2 separate regions of the Ovis aries genome follow, and region 1 is linked to region 2. A link is a contact called in public Hi-C data. All regions are on one chromosome and are shown on one strand. The core of a region is the stretch at or near the end of the contact, and the rest is flanking DNA. Distances in the headings are between cores, read along the strand shown. Region 1 holds the start of CABLES2 (Cdk5 and Abl enzyme substrate 2). Region 2 holds the start of MRGBP (MRG domain binding protein).

Region 1 (3,843 bases), core at 1,341-3,840, 270 kb before region 2:
CACAGGGAAGCAAACTGAGGCTCAGAGAGGCGGTTTCACCTGCTCCAAGTCACAGAGCTCATAAGGAGTGGAGTCAGAATTCCAACCAGGTCTGTTCCCAGAGCCTGGCTCAGACCACTCCTCTCATGACACAGACTTTGGGAAAAGACCCTCAGCACTCTCTCCATGCCCAGAACAAGTGTCCCTTGAAGCCCACAGCCAGTAGCTGGCAGCCTACTTCGCTAGACCAGCCACCCTCCCACACTCAGCAGTGACTATCCACGGCCCTGCCTCTGGACTCCCAGAGCACAGAGAAATGGACAGTGCCCACCCCAGGAACCCTCCATCCGTCAGACCCAAGGGCGGGGCCTTGGGCTCAGTAGCAGAAACCGAGGTGGGGCAGAGTCTGCGTGGGCAGGTGCAGCCTGAAGGGCAGGAAGGACATCTGACCGGGGATGCAAAGGCCAAGTGGGAGTGAGGGCCTCACACAGCGGACAGCCGTGCCACTGTGTCCTAGAGTGGCTTGAAGGAGACCTGATGTGACCAGGAAACTGTCCTTGGGTTGAGGCCGCCAGGAGACAGGACCCCTTTGTGGGAGTCTGCCAACTGAGGACAAGCAGGCTTTGGGGCTGTTTTAGAGTGGACTGACGTCCTCTCAGTCCCATCGGGTAAGCAGCCCTATCTCCCTAGGGACATGGTACACTTACTGCCACTTTTGGGACAAACAGACCACTCTGTCCCAACTAGCCCCCGACTCCCTTCAGAGCCCTGGCCAGGCTCGTCTGCAGACAGGATCAGGCTTCTTAGCCTGTGCAGATGCAGCTCTTGCTGAAGTCTACCTACATAGTGTGACGGTGGCCTCAGGGCCACTCAGAAGGACTCCGAATGTAGAGTCAAGAAATCTAGCCACAAGCACCATACCCTGGGCCTCCACCTCCCAACCGCAGTCCCTCAGAAGAACCCATCACCTGGAACTGCCTGAGGACCAGGGCGGCGAGGCAGCGACAGCCAGTGCAGCCGTCATGACCTCCAGGTAAGAAGAGCCTCTGGACTCCAGGGGACTGCGGTGAGTTCAAGGTCTCGGCCCACCCACGTGCAGCACCAGCTTCGGGACTCTGCATACCTCCAGGGCCCGCAAAAGGGTCTCTGGGGGAAGGAAGTGGGGTGTCCAGCACCCAGAGCATGTGGGCAAGGGGCACAGACTACAGGGGCAGGGCTCAGGGTCAGGGAGGCTCTGAGATGGGTGAGGGGCAGGGAAAGTGCCTGCGACCTGGGATGTGATGGGCCCAGGGTCACTGAGCTCAGAGAGGATAAAAGAGGAGACGGTGATGGGGGGCTCCAGGGACCAGCAGCTGTGGGCTGGGAGTCTGGCCCGGTATGGGAGACTCTGGGGAAAGGTCACAGTGCAGGGAAGATCCCTGGCTCATGGGGATTGCCCCACTTCAGAGAATGAAGGGGAATGTATGGTGGACGTTTACGAGTCCCTGTGTCCAGTGAACTGATAAAATGGGCTGGGGAGGGGTGTGTGTGTCTGGAGCAGACAGAGCTCCGTTTCTGAGGGCTGACAAGGGTTGAGGGAACCCTGACCTGTGTTCAGGGTCTGACAAGATCGAGAAGACCCTGACCTCATATTCAGGGATGGCAGGATTAACGGGACCATGACCCTTAAGTCTGGGAATCAACAAGGCCCAAGGAAACCCTAACATACAGGGGGTTGTCCAGGGGGTTGACAGATCCCAGAAGACCCTTGACTCTGACACCTTAGGCTGGGGAGGGGCCCAGGCAAGACTCTCTTCCGGGGCTGGCAAGACCCAGGACACCCTAAGTCTCTGTCCCTCACTGACAGGGCCCGGGACACCCCAACATGTCTGGGGCTCCCAGGGGATCAGGGTCACCTCCTGATCTCCAAGTCCTATGCTGATAGGTCACTCAGCCCTGTGTCATGGGCTGATCCTGGTTTTCCGTAGGTCACCTCCGCCCCATGTAATGAACTGAGCCAGCCCACGGCCACCTCGCCACCCTGTCCACTGTGCTGATGGCCCCAGGTCACTCCAACCCTACGCCCACCCAGCCAGGGCCACTCCACTCACCTGGAGCCCAGTTACCCCAACTCTGAACCCTGGGTGACTGCCAGGTGACCCCGACCCCCGCGCTGACCCAGCCTCGGGCCACTCCGCCGCCCCCAGGCTCCAGGTGACCCGGGCCGCACTCACCTTTGGCGCTGCCCGTCCAGGCCCAGGCCGAGGCCGAGGCCCAAGCCGGTGGGCGCGGGAGCAGGGCTGAGCAGGCCCTGGGGCGCTGAGGTCCTGCCTCCGGGCCCGGGCAGGGGCAGGCCGGCGGGGGGCGCGGGCGGCGGCGGAGGCGGAGGCGGCGGCGGCGCCGGAGGCTCGCGGGTCTCGGTGGGCGGTGGCGGCGGCGGCGGGGGCTTCTCTCCCCCGGGACCCAGGCTCGGGGGCCGCCCGTCCAGGGAGATGTTGTTGAGGAAGAAGAGCGCGGCCTGGCGGCGCCGTGAGTCCCCGCGCCTCCGCAGCGCCTGTGGCGCTGCCCTGGCGGCGGGGCCGGGGGACGTGCCCGGCGCTCCACCCGCCGCGGCTGCGGCCATCCTCCGACTGAGCCCGCCGCCCGCCGGCCGCCGCCCGCCAGCTCGCGCACGCGCCCGGGCCCGCGACCGATTGGCCGGGGCGCACCCCCATGCAAATATATCGCCATCGCGCCAGCCCATTGGCCAGCGCGGCGCCGGGGGCGGGGCGCTCCCCTGGGTCCTAGAGTCGGATCTCATGCTGCCCTGGGGAATCTAGGAGCCGCGAGTCGGCCTGCGGCTGAGCCCGCGAGGCCTGACTCGGGGCGAGTGGTGGTGTTGCCGTGGGTTCGAGTCCCCGGCTCAGAAGTCGCGGCCCCAGGACTCCAGTGCCCTATTCCTTTTGCTGGGCTGCGGCGTTCGTTGTCAGCCTCCGTGGAGCCTGTCTTTAGGCTCCACATCCCCCCTCAGGGTGTGTGTCTTTGCGCGGGGGTGGGGGGTGGGGGGTGGGGCTGAGGTGCAGGACTGGAGCTGTGGCACCCGCCATCAGAGGTCAGGGCGGCCCCTCGAGGAGCTCCAAGAATGACTGTCAATGCCACCTGGTCTCCAGCGACTGAAGACCGCAGGCCCAAGGGGAGAAGGCACCTGCCTGGGGTGGCAGGCAGGGTGTGCTGGAGCTTCAGCCCCAGGCAGAGTCCTGCACTTCTGTCCCTCAGCAGCAAAGTGACCTTGAATCTGCGGGGTACCAGGCCTTCTGTTCCCGGCCCAGACTCCAGAGCCAGTGGCTTCATGCTCAGGAGCCCACCTGTGTCTCGCAGGCCAGGGTCGTATGGCCACCTGTACGGCACTGGCCCGCTCTGTCCAGCTTTCCGCCTGTAGGTTTACTCATCCTTCAGCTGGGGACAGCGACTGTGACCTCAGGGTATTGTCAGGGCTGAGCGGCTCAGCCAGGGAACGTCGCCATGCTGGAGGCTGGAGACTGGGCACTAGCCGTGAAATCTGCCACACAGCTCTGTGAATGCTCCCCACGCAATGTGCCACACATGGCACACAAATTGCTCTGTTAGCGAGGAGAAGCCGGGGTCAACATTGTTGGATTAGGGCCCTCTGGCCTGCTGTTCTAGTAGGAGGGCCCTGGCAGGTGGAGGGGGCAGGACCCACAAGCTGGTGGCCAATAGTTACACTGATGTCAGATGAGGAAGATAAAGGGGGATGGCTGTCATCTGGTTGTTGGCCCTCAGCTCCAAAACCATGCTGTCTGCTGCTGGATAATGGGGCTGGGCTCTGGGGTGGTCTCTCTTCTGCCAGCTGGCACCATGTTAAGCTTTGAGGTTGCTGCAGAGATA
Region 2 (3,660 bases), core at 628-3,127:
CTGAAGTGACTTAGCAGCAGCAACACATTCTAAATAAGTTCCAGGTGGCCCAGTGTCCCACACTGGATCACCAATGCAGTAATCTGAAGCCCGACATCTGATTCATCACAACCCAGAGGCTAAAGGTGCAGGCACAGTGTTCAGATTCCTGAATCCGGCCTCAGTCTGGCTCCAGTTGTACTCATGTCTGTGGGACACAAAGAAATGAGCCAAATCACTGGGATTAGGCAAAGTCCTGGCAGCTGAGCATGGCATTTAGCTCCACCCTGACACTGGGCACAGAGGTCGGCTTAATACTCATGGGTAGAGACAGTCCCACACAAACCTGGTGAAGCAGACAAATGGGCAGTACCCAGGAGGCTTCATGTAAGAAAGATGTGGAGAAGGCAGTTTCCTTTTGCCCAGATCATCCAACCTGTCTTTCTGCATCGAGTCTGACTGAAGATACACATTCTAGGATCTGCCTGGAATGAAAGGAACCGGGTGTCTGTGGACCACAGCTGCTGGCTGAACACAGCTCAGCTACAGTGGCCACCAGAGAGAACGAAAACACAGCCCAGCACCCAGGTGACCCCAGGCAGGAGGAAGAGATTGCATGAGAGGCACAGATGGGCTGAGGCTGTCTTGTGGGCATCAGGGGTAGCTTCCTAGAGGAGGAGGCTCTCCAGATTGAAGAAGGCAGGAATTGGGTGGGGATAGAATGAGCAGAAGGTGGACCTGGTGGAGGAGCAGGGACCCTGAAGTGTCTGGGAAGTGTAGGGAGATTAATGATGAGGGCCACTGTCTGTTAGTGCTTTCTGTGTGACAGAGCCCGAGTGAAGTGGCTTTGGGCTGTGCTCCATTCCACCTCACAGCAAGCCCTGAGGGGAGCCCCACTTGTGGGTCAGAGAGAGGAAAGAAGCACAGGCCCAGCAAAGTCACAATGTCCCTCCACATCGTGGCTCCAGGACAGCCGGTGGCACTGGGTCACTGAAATCCTCCCTGGGCCACATGTCCCCACTCTGTGGGGACTGGCATCACCAGCAGCGCTCTTCACACAAGGGAGGACAAGACTGAGTCCCCACTGTTCCGGGGGTGAGGCTGGCCAGAGCGGTTCCGAATGCCGGCTAAGAAGCGCGAGCGTGTGCCCAGGGCACCCCAGGATAAGGCGCCGCCGTTAGTTGCACTGCAAGGAGGACACCTGCGGCCTGGAGAGGCTCAGCGTTTTGCCTGGCTCACACGGCTGGCAAGCCGCAGAGCCAGAAAGGGACCCGGAAGGCCGACCCTATGTCTACACCCAGGGGGAGACGAAGAGCAAGAGCGCTCCTCGCCTTGGGTAACCGCCCGGAGCACCGCGTGGGCGTGGCCTGACGGAGAAGGGCCGGGGAGAAGCCCTCGGGGGCGGGGATGGGGCGGGGCGGGGCGGGGAGGAGCCGGCGGTCTTGATTGGGCGCAGCTTTGAGCTTGTCACCTGACTGCCCAGGCCGGCCGCCCCATTGGCCCCGCCCCTCCCGACCAGGGTTAACCCCCAGGGCCCAATGCTGGTCACCCTGGAGGCCCCAGGCGGGAAGGCTGTACCCCGACGTCCCTGCCCCGGTGTGCAGGAGCCTCTCTGTGCAGCGCTCAGGCCAAGGGTCAGCTGGAGGCAGTGGAAGCCCTTGGAGCCCCCACTCGCAGGAACTGTAGGTCGCCTGTTCTTTTTCTTCTTTGCTTCTTACTGAGGTGCAGCTTGCAATCCCGCCATCGTAAGCGCAGAGTTCAGCGGGGTTTACCCCGAGCTGTGCAGCTACGGGCACAATCTAATTTAGGGCATTTCCATCCATCTACGCAAACCCACTCCTTCGCCTGATCCGCCTGCTCTGCCGGCGCTGCGCCGCGAGACCGTGCCGCCTGGGGGCGCGGCGACCCAGCGCTCAGCTGCGCCTGCGCCTGCGCCGCGGGAGAGTCCGAGAGCGAGCCCGTCGAGCGCGCGCCCACGCCGCGAGTGCGCCTGCGCGGAGCTCGTGGCCGTGCCCGCTCCCGCCCGGGGCTCGTCGCTGGGCGGCGGGGCCATGGGGGAGGCCGAGGTGGGCGGCGGCGGCGCGGCCGGCGACAAGGGCCCTGGGGAGGCTGCCACCAGCCCGGCCGAGGAGACGGTGGTGTGGAGCCCCGAGGTGGAGGTGTGCCTCTTCCACGCCATGCTGGGCCACAAGCCCGTCGGTGAGCAGAGCGCCGCGCCGGGGCGGCCCACCCGCGTGGGGGCGGGGCGGCCGGCAACGGTCGGGGACGCGCGCTGGGCGGGGCCTCCTGCGCTTGCACCCCGCCGACCGTGCCCTCACCTGCGCACCCTGCCCCCACCTGCGCACCCCATCCATGCTTCCTCCAGCAGTCCCCCACTCCTGCCCACGCTGCCCCCTTCTATACCCTACCCCCACCCGACTCTGCCCCCTTCCTGTGCCCAGCCACCCATCCCGGCTGACTCCAGCCCTCACGTGCACCCCCACCCCTGTGCCCTCGTTACACCTCCGCTGCACACCCCTGCCTTTTCCTCTCCCACCTCTCTCCGCTGCACCTCCTACCTCTTCCACCCTCCACCTTTGCCTCCCTACACCCTTGCAACCACTGCCCGCTCTCTCCCCCTTGCCCCCTACCTCTTCGCTACCCTACCAGCTGGCCTACCCCTCCCCCACAAGCCGACCCCTTCCTTCTGCAGGGGTGAACCGGCACTTCCACATGATCTGTATCCGAGACAAGTTCAGCCAGAACATCGGTCGGCAGGTCCCATCCAAGGTCATCTGGGACCACCTGAGCACCATGTATGACATGCAGGCACTGGTGAGCTGGACCCCCGCAGACAGAGCTGCTGGCAGGGAGCCCCCTCCACACCGCCTACCCTGCCTTTGTCCCCACCCCCCCCACCCCCCACCACCAACCACGTCCTACCTTGACATCCAGGATGTCCCACAGGTGACCAGTTGTTAAACAAGATAGCTCTGGGTAGTTTTATGAAAACACAAGCTTGGTGACAGTAGCTAGTTATTGCACTGAATCTACCTTAGATTTTGGGGGGGAGTCGAGGTTCAGTTAAGATCTTTCCAGGAGATAACTAGGGAGCTGAGGCCTGTGTGGGAGGGGGCTCTTAGGTTGTCAGTCCTGTGGAAAACTCCCGAGTGCTATAAGCAGGGAGGTGACCGGGTCTGAGTCACATTGAGATGAACATGGTGGTTTCTGTGAGAACTAGGCCAACCCTCAGGGAAGACCACCCTCAGGGAACCCCCAGATGCTGGGTCTGAGGGAGAGCAGGTCAACTTGGTAACCAGGACAGCAGAAAAGACAGGTGGGTGTTCCCTGCAGAGGAACAGCAGGAGTCAGGGCCCTGTGGCAGCAGGCGTCAGGACTCGGGGCTGCACCCGCACCCCACCCTGTGCCCCTCCCTCCTCCCTCCCTCCCACCCTGAGCTTCTAAGTGAAGCTCAGACCCTCTTGTGTCCTTAACCCTCACCACCACAAGTTCCCTGTTGGCCTTGGGAAAGTCGTTTGCATCTCCTTGTCCCAAGGCAGAGAAGGAAGAGAAATGACAGTACTGCTCTGACCCCGAGCCTGCAGTTAGCACCCAGGAACTCGAGGTCAAGCTGTTGAACTGAAGCAGGCCGCCCGAAGGGCTGTGCCCACCCGTTGGGGCACCACTCCCCCAGAATTCCAG

The links. A called contact is a pair of places that touch in the nucleus more often than the background predicts.
Region 1: a Hi-C map of muscle shows a contact between it and region 2, with 2.9 times the contacts expected there. The contact joins the promoter of CABLES2 here to the promoter of MRGBP in region 2. A contact is called at or near these places in 4 of 16 Hi-C or Micro-C datasets (blood, hypothalamus, muscle and 1 more).

Annotation. Positions count from the first base shown.
Region 1 is chr13:54,551,406-54,555,248 of ARS-UI_Ramb_v3.0, reverse strand. CABLES2 (Cdk5 and Abl enzyme substrate 2) reads right to left here and starts at 2,590. Exons shown (of 10, transcript XM_027976972.2): 1 at 2,193-2,590. The coding sequence starts at 2,581.
Region 2 is chr13:54,282,724-54,286,383 of ARS-UI_Ramb_v3.0, reverse strand. It overlaps MRGBP (MRG domain binding protein), which reads left to right and starts at 1,877. Exons shown (of 5, transcript XM_027976970.3): 1 at 1,877-2,178; 2 at 2,672-2,793. The coding sequence starts at 2,031.